Regions from separate parts of the Mus musculus genome. Here regions 1 and 3 are each linked to region 2. The links are chromatin contacts, called in public HiCAR-type and HiChIP or PLAC-seq maps. All regions are on one chromosome and are shown on one strand. The core of a region is the stretch at or near the end of the contact, and the rest is flanking DNA. Distances in the headings are between cores, read along the strand shown.

Evidence for each region. HiCAR-type assays count read pairs that join an accessible place to other places. HiChIP or PLAC-seq counts read pairs in DNA pulled down with a chosen protein or histone mark.
Region 1: a HiCAR-type map of embryonic stem cells shows a contact between it and region 2, with 15 times the contacts expected there. The contact joins the promoter of Kcnu1 here to the enhancer-like site in region 2. A contact is called at or near these places in 4 of 39 promoter capture datasets (cranial neural crest, embryonic stem cells, hematopoietic stem and progenitor cells and 1 more), 2 of 484 Hi-C or Micro-C datasets (cerebellar granule neurons and embryonic stem cells), 6 of 115 datasets of contacts at active chromatin or transcription factors (embryonic forebrain, embryonic stem cells and neural tube) and 3 of 9 other capture datasets (adipose tissue, liver and pancreatic islet).
Region 3: a contact with region 2 is called in an H3K27ac HiChIP or PLAC-seq map of embryonic stem cells, with 15 read pairs. The contact joins two enhancer-like sites. A contact is called at or near these places in 2 of 115 datasets of contacts at active chromatin or transcription factors (both in embryonic stem cells) and 3 of 9 other capture datasets (adipose tissue, liver and pancreatic islet).

Annotation. Positions count from the first base shown.
Region 1 is chr8:25,848,181-25,850,880 of GRCm38.p6, forward strand. Kcnu1 (potassium channel, subfamily U, member 1) reads left to right here and starts at 1,443. Exons shown (of 27, transcript NM_008432.3): 1 at 1,443-1,670. The coding sequence starts at 1,476.
Region 2 is chr8:26,062,330-26,065,029 of GRCm38.p6, forward strand. All of the region lies in intron 13 of Hook3 (hook microtubule tethering protein 3), which reads right to left. Among named protein-coding and RNA genes, the nearest start is that of 1700047A11Rik, 19 kb to the right of the region's middle. Within about 2 kb of position 1,257, at least 10 of the 459 cell types and tissues checked have an H3K27ac peak or open chromatin away from gene starts, as enhancers often do. A contact at or near this core is called in embryonic stem cells, where this site is marked.
Region 3 is chr8:25,908,955-25,911,654 of GRCm38.p6, forward strand. It overlaps Kcnu1 (potassium channel, subfamily U, member 1), which reads left to right. Exons shown (of 27, transcript NM_008432.3): 20 at 1,896-1,992. Among named protein-coding and RNA genes, the nearest start is that of Kcnu1, 61 kb to the left of the region's middle. Within about 2 kb of position 1,422, at least 73 of the 459 cell types and tissues checked have an H3K27ac peak or open chromatin away from gene starts, as enhancers often do. A contact at or near this core is called in embryonic stem cells, where this site is marked.

The DNA.
Region 1 (2,700 bases), core at 193-2,692, 210 kb before region 2:
GGTGGTGCACGCCTTTAATCCCAGCACTTGGGAGGCAGAGGCAGGTGGATTTCTGAGTTCGAGGCTAGCCTGGTCTACAAAGTGAGTTCCAGGACAGCCAGGGCTATACAGAGAAACCCTGTCTCCGGAAAAGAGAGAGAGAGAGAGAGAGAGAGAGAGAGAGAGAGAGAGAGAGAGAGAGATCATTGCGTTTGACATATACTGACTATAAAGTGAAGGAGACTCCTTAGACCTTGCTTGGTGACAGGTGGTCAGAGCTCCTCCCACTTAGACAATGCTGCCCAGAGCCAACTGGAGGGTTGTAGTAGAAGTGACAGAAAAGCTTGGGCGACAGACAGAGAACCGCGATAGCAGTCCAGGAAATGACTTCTCCGTCTCCAGGAAATAGTGTGTTACACAAAGTGGTCAGGCTGGGCTCCTGGGGAGCACGTGTGTTCCTCATGTCTGATCCTCTAGGACAAAGGTGAGACAGGCTCGCCACCCGAGACAAAAATTCTACCTCAAACAAATGATAAGGTCTGACATTTCTTACAGCTTTGAAAGAGAGACTTAGAGCGGAGTTGTCGCTTTCTGATCCGTGTTTGTTGAACCCGAGGTTTTACTGACAGGGCAGAGATAAGGAATAGATGAGGGGCCAGTTTGATGGTATCAAGTGACCAATCACATTACATTACAGTAGAAGTGCTTATATAACACCCATACTCTACCATGAGCCATTCTTGCTTAAAAGATAAACAAAAATATATCTCCCAAAATATATATATAGCTTAAAAACATAAGTGATTCTTTGAAATGTATATATTTTCAGTGCTCTTAACTATTCATATTTAAGTTGTCAATTATCATCCAATCACACCTACCATTTCATAGTCACCATGTGTATAGGTGTGTGGAAGTGCAAAATATGTGTGTCCAGACACACAGGTTATACTCCTTCATTGTTTCAGTACAATTTTACAAATATATTTCAATATTACTAACCAGGCTTCATGTAGTACCTTAGATATTTAGACGAATTTACTGTTTACCCACAATTTTTCAAAAGAATAAACAAAAATCCAAATCATTAAGGAATTTTTTTCCTGAAATTCTCAAGAGAATATACTATTATCTCTGAGATTGCTGCATGTGTGTCACCAAAAAGAAAGCTTGAAATTGCTTGGCTAAACAAGCCAAAAGGCAGCCAGCGGCTAGTCAATGTCCCAGAGAGTAGAACTCCTCAAGGTCTCACATGAAGCAATGAGGGCGTTCAGAACATTCATCTACTGACCACCTCTGGTGGTCTCTCGCATTCTCTGTCAGTTGACTGCAGTCAATAAGTTTCCCCTGAGTGGTTAAGGGACTCTTGATCCCTGAGCCTCTCATTGGCTTTCCCATCAGATCTTGAGGTGATGTAACACAAGGAAGTGTGCCTCCTGGGACTGTTGCCGGGTGACCATGACATCATAGATTAGCCCAACAGTGTCTTTCTCAAGATGTCTCAAACATTGCTAGACAGTTTAAATCAGAAGGAGTTGACGGAAACGTCATGTACAATCGAAATCCAGGCAGCGTTCATTCTTTCCTCCTTGGCGACTTTCTTCGGGGGACTCATCATCTTATTCCTTTTCAGAATAGCCTTGAAAAGCTCAAGAAGTTGGAAATACGTCAAGGGGCCAAGAGGACTCTTGGTCAGTTTCCTTGTCTGGGACACCCATGTGTGAAGATTGGCAAAGCTTGTTGACCATGTATGAGGATGGATGTACCAGAGTCTCTGTTCTGAAAAAAGGACAAAACAAAACAAAACAAAACAAAACAAAACCTTCCATGTACATTGACTACAAACCTGTTTCAAATCTTAAAAAGACAGTTAAGGTCAAGTGTGGTACTTTATGGGATTCCAGCACTTGAGGCAGGAGGATTGATGTGAGTTTCAGGCCATCCTAGACTACATGGATTGAGGAGACACTCTATCCAGAGAGAGAGAGAGAGAGAGAGAGAGAGAGAGAGAGAGAGAGAGAATGTATACGTAGTGTATAAATAATCTACTATAAATAAATTACATATGTAATTTACATATGTGTGTGTATGTGTGTGTATGTGTGTTCTTAGAGAAGACCATAATAGTCTATGTAGCGTGTTCCAGGACAGCCAGAGCTACAAAAGAGAGATTATCGCCAATGTGAGTTTGCAATCAGCCTGGGCTACAAAAGATTTTGCTTCAGAAGGAGAGGGTTTTGTTAACTACTATAAGGGAGCCACAAAGGCACATCAACTCAGCCTTACCTTTGAATATGCTTTCCACACAATTCATGTGTGTCCTATGTATACACTGCTCTTATGAGTTACGTACATCAGCCACACACACGTGGTAGGTATTCTCTGCCGTGTAACTAGTTCTGCAAAGGTTGATGTTGATCGCTGGCAAATGATAGTGGGGACATGAGGCTTTATGAGGATGACATATTAAAAGTCTGAAACAATGTCTCTTCAATTCCACAGAATTGCTCTATTTTTTATTGTTTGTTTGTTTGTTTGTTTGTTTAGAGACAGGGTTTCTCTGTGTAGCCCTGGATGGCCTGGAACTCGATATGTAGACCAGACTGGCCTTTTAACTCATTTGCCTTTGCCTCCTGATTGCTGGGATTAAAAGTATATGCCACCACAATTGGCTCAATGGAAGAATGTTATTAAGCCCTATATAGTTCATTTCAATGTTTT
Region 2 (2,700 bases), core at 7-2,506:
TGGTGGTAGTGGGAGGAGCACTGGCCTCACAAGTTTGTGTAATGAATTGATCTGTCTTTTTCTAGTGACCAACGATATCACTAATTCTTGTGGGTTTTGGCCATCTGTTAATCTTCTTTGGAGATATATAGTTCCTTCTATTTAACTCCTTTGTTCATATGTGAAATGGGTTTTATTTTTTTTATAATTATTCAATTTTCAAATTCTTCAGTTATTCTGTGTAGTCTCTGTGTATATATATCCCGTGTTCATGTATATGTCTGAGATCATATGCAGAAGTCAGAACTGACCTCAATTGTCTTCTTCAATCACCTGCACTTTCCATATATTTGTGTATATATGTTTCTATATATGTACATGTGTTCTAGGCACCTGAAGTGGCCAGAAGAGGGCATTGCTCTTCTAGTTGCTTTTTTGTTTGCTTGGTTTTTCAAGACAGGGTTTCTTAGTTTGACACTGGCTGTCCTAGAACTTGCTCTGCAGGCCAAGCTGGCCTCTAACTCAGATCTGCCTCCTCTGCCTCTCTCAGGCTTGGATTAAATCATGTGCCACCACTGCCTGGTATATTTTTTGTTTGCCTTGGATTCTCTGGAACTTGAGTTACAGATGGTTGGGAGCCACCCCGTGCTTGAAGGGAATCAAACCCAGGTCCTCTGGAAGAGCAGGCAGTACTCTTAACCACTGAGCCATCTTTCTAGCTCACTACTTTATATTTTGAGATAGGATTTCTCACTGAGTATCAAGCTCACACTCAGGTCCTCATACTTCCATAGCAAGCACTTTAACCACTGAGCTACCTTCTCAGCCCCTGGATATTAAATCAAATATTTGAAAATACTTTCTTCCATTATGTAGATTACCTCTACTCAGTTGAAGGTGATTTTTGGTGCATTAAGAATTTCAACATTAATAAAGTCCCATTCAATCATCTTTTGTTGTGCATGCTTTTGGCACCAATTTCAGGGGATCACTGTCAAACTAAATGTGATCAGAATGTCTGCCTACCCGGTGAGGTTTTATACTTAGTCCTTTGGGTCAATTTCATTCTTCTGCATTTGAATACACAGTAGGCAATCTATTTTCTCCTTGCTGCCTGTTCCCTTTTTTCCTAAGTGGTCTGGCTAGAAATGCTAATATTACCCTGAAGAAAAGTGGTGATGGCACTTCATTTTCTTCCTAGTTGCTATGCCCACTCCAGTGAAGTCTGCCTGTCAAGGTCAAAAGGCCTGGAAGCAGTCATGAGGCAGAGTTTCGAGGAAACTCAGCCTCCTGGAACCTTGGCATTCTCATAACCCATATACTCAAACCCTATCCCCACGTTAGTATGGTGTATGCTCTCTTTCAGTATTATTTTATTATAAGTGCCTTTAAAGATTGAATTTTAACATAGGTAAGCCTCCACCAGTGTTCCAACGTCCTAGAAAACCCTTGAAGCCAATGAGCTTGGAATTCAGTAGGAATTCTGTGAGAAGGTTACCTATTCAGTAACATTCAAATTTACTTCTAGCAGAGAAGGTGAAACTAATTAGGCATTACAAAGAACAGAGCTAGAATAGCTCAGGGCTAGTCTGCAGAGTGATTACTTAGGACTTAGGACAGTAGCCAAGTCTAACCCAAACAAGGGAATACACAATGGCCGAGCAAATAGGTGGGTTTAAAATGTAAGAGTTAGGGAATCCCCCTGAGACAGGTTTCTTCACTAGGCCCAAAGAAACAGCATAATCAGGCATTTACTAAGAACCCCTGGTGGTGGGCTTAACAATAGACTAGCATTACACCTGGCTCCCTTCTTAGTGGTAAACAGCAGCCTGGTTCCCGCCATCTTTTTTTTTTTTTTTTTTAAAGATTTATTTATTTACTATATGTAAGTACACTGTAGCTCTCCTCAGATACTCCAGAAAAGGGCATCAGATTTCATTAGGGATGGTTGTGTGCCACCATGTGGTTGCTGGGATTTGAACTCGGGACCTTCGGAAGAGCAGTTGGCGCTCTTAACCACTGAGCCATCTCACCAGCCCCCTCCCGCCATCTTTTGATGTATACATTCCTTATGTTTTGTGTCACTGTAACTCTGCGGATATGTCACATGGTTTCTTGTTATTCTTCTGTATAAAAAGTTTGATGCTCGATTTGACAAATTACACTCAGATTCAACATAGTCTCTCCTGTCCAGTCTGTTTGTCACCCCCACGCCCACCAACTCTATGCCCATCTGTCCGAGACCTTGATTTGCATGGATTGAGGAGGGCCCAATGAGCCCAGTCCGTGGCACCTAGTCTTGGAAGAAAAACTTTCATTCTTTCACCACTGAGGTTTTCTAAATGTTTCTTTATTGTGTGGAGGAAACTTTTTTTTACTTCTGGTATACTGAGTTTTTAAAATTAGGAGTACATGTTAGACTTTGTCAGATGCCTTTTCCGTACAAACTGAAACTATTTCCCTTTCGTTTGTTAATGTGGCTGACAATGAGCAATATGTCTATTCCTGAAGGAGTTCTACAGTAAAGTTCTAAGCAGGCAGGGTGTGCACCTTTCCAACTCCTATTCGGAACCCTACTGCAAGTCTTAGCTAGTACAGCCAGACTCAAAGGAGATAAATAAAGGGATACACATAGAAAAAGGGCAAGTCTAAGATCCATATTTGTAGATGATAGTACTCTACATAAGAACAGACCTCAGCACACGCATTTATTCCCAGTAC
Region 3 (2,700 bases), core at 172-2,671, 150 kb before region 2:
TCAATACTGGATCCACACCAGGACTTTTCTTCGACATCCCATTGTTGCCCTGTCATGGAGATCCTGTCGCTTTAGTTCTTCACACACTCCAGCAGTTCATCAATAGGGTAGATGTTGGGGTAGGCCAACTCAAAGCCTTGGATCTAGGTCTGGGTGGTAGCTGAGTTGGTCAGCCTGCTAACTCTCCGGCATTCACACTGCTAGGGCTAGCTCTCCCACTTTGCCCTGACAAGAGGTGGGGCAGGCTGTCCTGCCTGCTGCAGGTAGTGAGGGTCAGGGAAAGCAGGAGCTATAGCTCTTGTGCCCGCACCACTGCATAACCTTTGAGGTCTGGGGTCACTCTGAGGCTCTCATGCCCTCCTGTGCTCAAGAGCTTAGGGCTGACTCACCCTTCCCATGCCACCAGCTCCCAGGAAAGGTGAAGGGCCTGCTTTCCCAAGTGCAGCCTCAAGGAGTGGGGCTAGCGCTCCCACACTGCCCAGGTTTCTCAGCACCCTCACATCTCCAGTTCTGCCTCTCTTCACTGTGCACACAGGGATTTGTGTCTCTTTCTCTCCCATCCACCATGTCCTAGTTCATATTAGTGGGGCACGGGCCTCTGGGTGTCTTCCGCTCCACCTGAGCTTTGCTGTATAGTGGCGGGCAGGGCCTTTGCCCCTCATTTTCCTATTCTGTGTGATGAACAAGGAGATGGCCCAAGGCACAAATGCAAGAAAGGGTGTCCTTATTCATCTGTCCTGAATCAGGCTGGGGGTTACTGAACATATCTCACTCTCTGTTCCAGACAGATCCAGGGGACACACACCTGTTTTGTTTGGTTGTTTTTTAATTTTTTTTTTTTTTAATTTTTGTTTTGAGACAAAGGCTCACAATGTAGACCAGGCTGGCCTCGAACTCACAGAAATGCCCCTGCTTCTGCCTCCCGAATGCTGGGATTAAAGGTATGAACCATTGGACAGATATCTTTACGGTTGATATCTAGTTCGTTTTTGTTGATGAATTTTAAAGCAAGGTAGGTTCCTATGAAAAACCCAGAGCTTAAGAACAATAACCCGGCCTTTGGATCCCTTAGAGAGGCAGCAGACACGTGCCACTTCCGGGGCTGTTTGTACGGTCTGGGGGCTCTTCCCTTGGTCCTGATTCCTTGTTCCTCCCGGAAGTGGTGGGGTGGGGAGGCGGTGAGCATTGCCGATCTCCTGGACCCCTTTTCTGATGCTATTCCCACTCTCCTCACCGGTGACGGCATTCAGCCTCCGCCACATTCAACCTTCTCCTTGCTGCTCCTGCATTTCCGCTTGGCTGGGAATGGTGGGGGCGGGGAGAGGGCGAACATGCTCAATCTCTCCACATCAGGGTCCTGTGGCCCTTTTCTGCTATACCGTCCATAGCCTGCTGGGTTCACTCTTCTCCCTGCCTGCTGGGTTCTGTCTCTGCTGCATCCAGTCACAGCTGTGCACGGCCCATGATCCTGGCCACGTGAGAGAGGGTGGGGTGGGGGATGAACGTCCATTTGCCTCTCCAGGTTCGGCGATCATGGCTCCGCTCACGTTCTCCATTCTGGCCACTGAATTCAGCGTTGATTATGGTCCCAGCAGTGCAGTCTCCCACAGGGAGACTCTCTCTACCTCAGACCTTGTGTCTCTCGTTTCTCTGGACCTAATTTGCTGTGTCCCACCAGTCCATATATGGGAGAGTTGGCGTATTTCGAGCAAGAGCATCCTCTAACCTAAGCCTTAAGTGGAAGCTTTGCAATTTATTAGCTATACATCAATATGCTCCCAGCTCCCTTAGGGTTAGAAGGAACCATGTGACTGGAGCAGGTCAATGAGCTATGGCTCCAACCTTAGCGTTATCACCCATGTTTCCTGAACATTCTCTTCACTCTCTCTGCTTAGACCAACGACAAACGACACAGTGGATGATACCGACATGCTGGACAGCAGTGGCATGTTTCACTGGTGCAGAGCAATGCCCTTGGACAAGGTGGTTCTGGTAGGTCACCACACCTCAGAGTCCCAGTGACAGAAGTCCTTTGGAGGGTGAAGAATGACCTGTGCATCATAAGGAGCACTCGGCTCTTTTGTAAACCATTAATTCAGAAGGAAAGATACATCAGCCACACACATCACCGACCACGAGGCATGACACAAAGACTGGGTAGCGGTATGCTGGGGTTAAAATGCATGTCGCTTTACCTATGAGGTCCTTCTTTGAGCGGTTTATCTGAAGTAATGACTTCTGACAATGCTTTCCTGAAACCTAGCAAATCTAAAGGTGCCAGATAAACATATTTACTACAGTGTACATGTTTACAACTTAACACATTCACTTAAAAAAAAAAAAAAGAGGAATCTGTTAAACGCTGCCTCCCCTCACCCCTGACCCTGAGCCTTGTAGATGTTGTAGTTCTGCGCTCAAGCAGATACCCTTCCCATCTACAACTACCTAATAATTATAACTATTTCCTTGATTTTCAAAAGCACTTAAGTACACATACCATTCCCCCTATACCCCATCTCGGTGGTTCAATGCCAGTATCCTGACAGGACATGTCCCAATATTTATAAAACCTGACCCCCCCTATTTGATCAGAATCATTACTCTCTCGGAGCTGTGATAGCAGCAGGAAGACTCCTCCAGCTGCCAAACCAGTATCTCAGCAGTTCCATCCGTGCTCAGTAAACATCCACGGAGCATGCT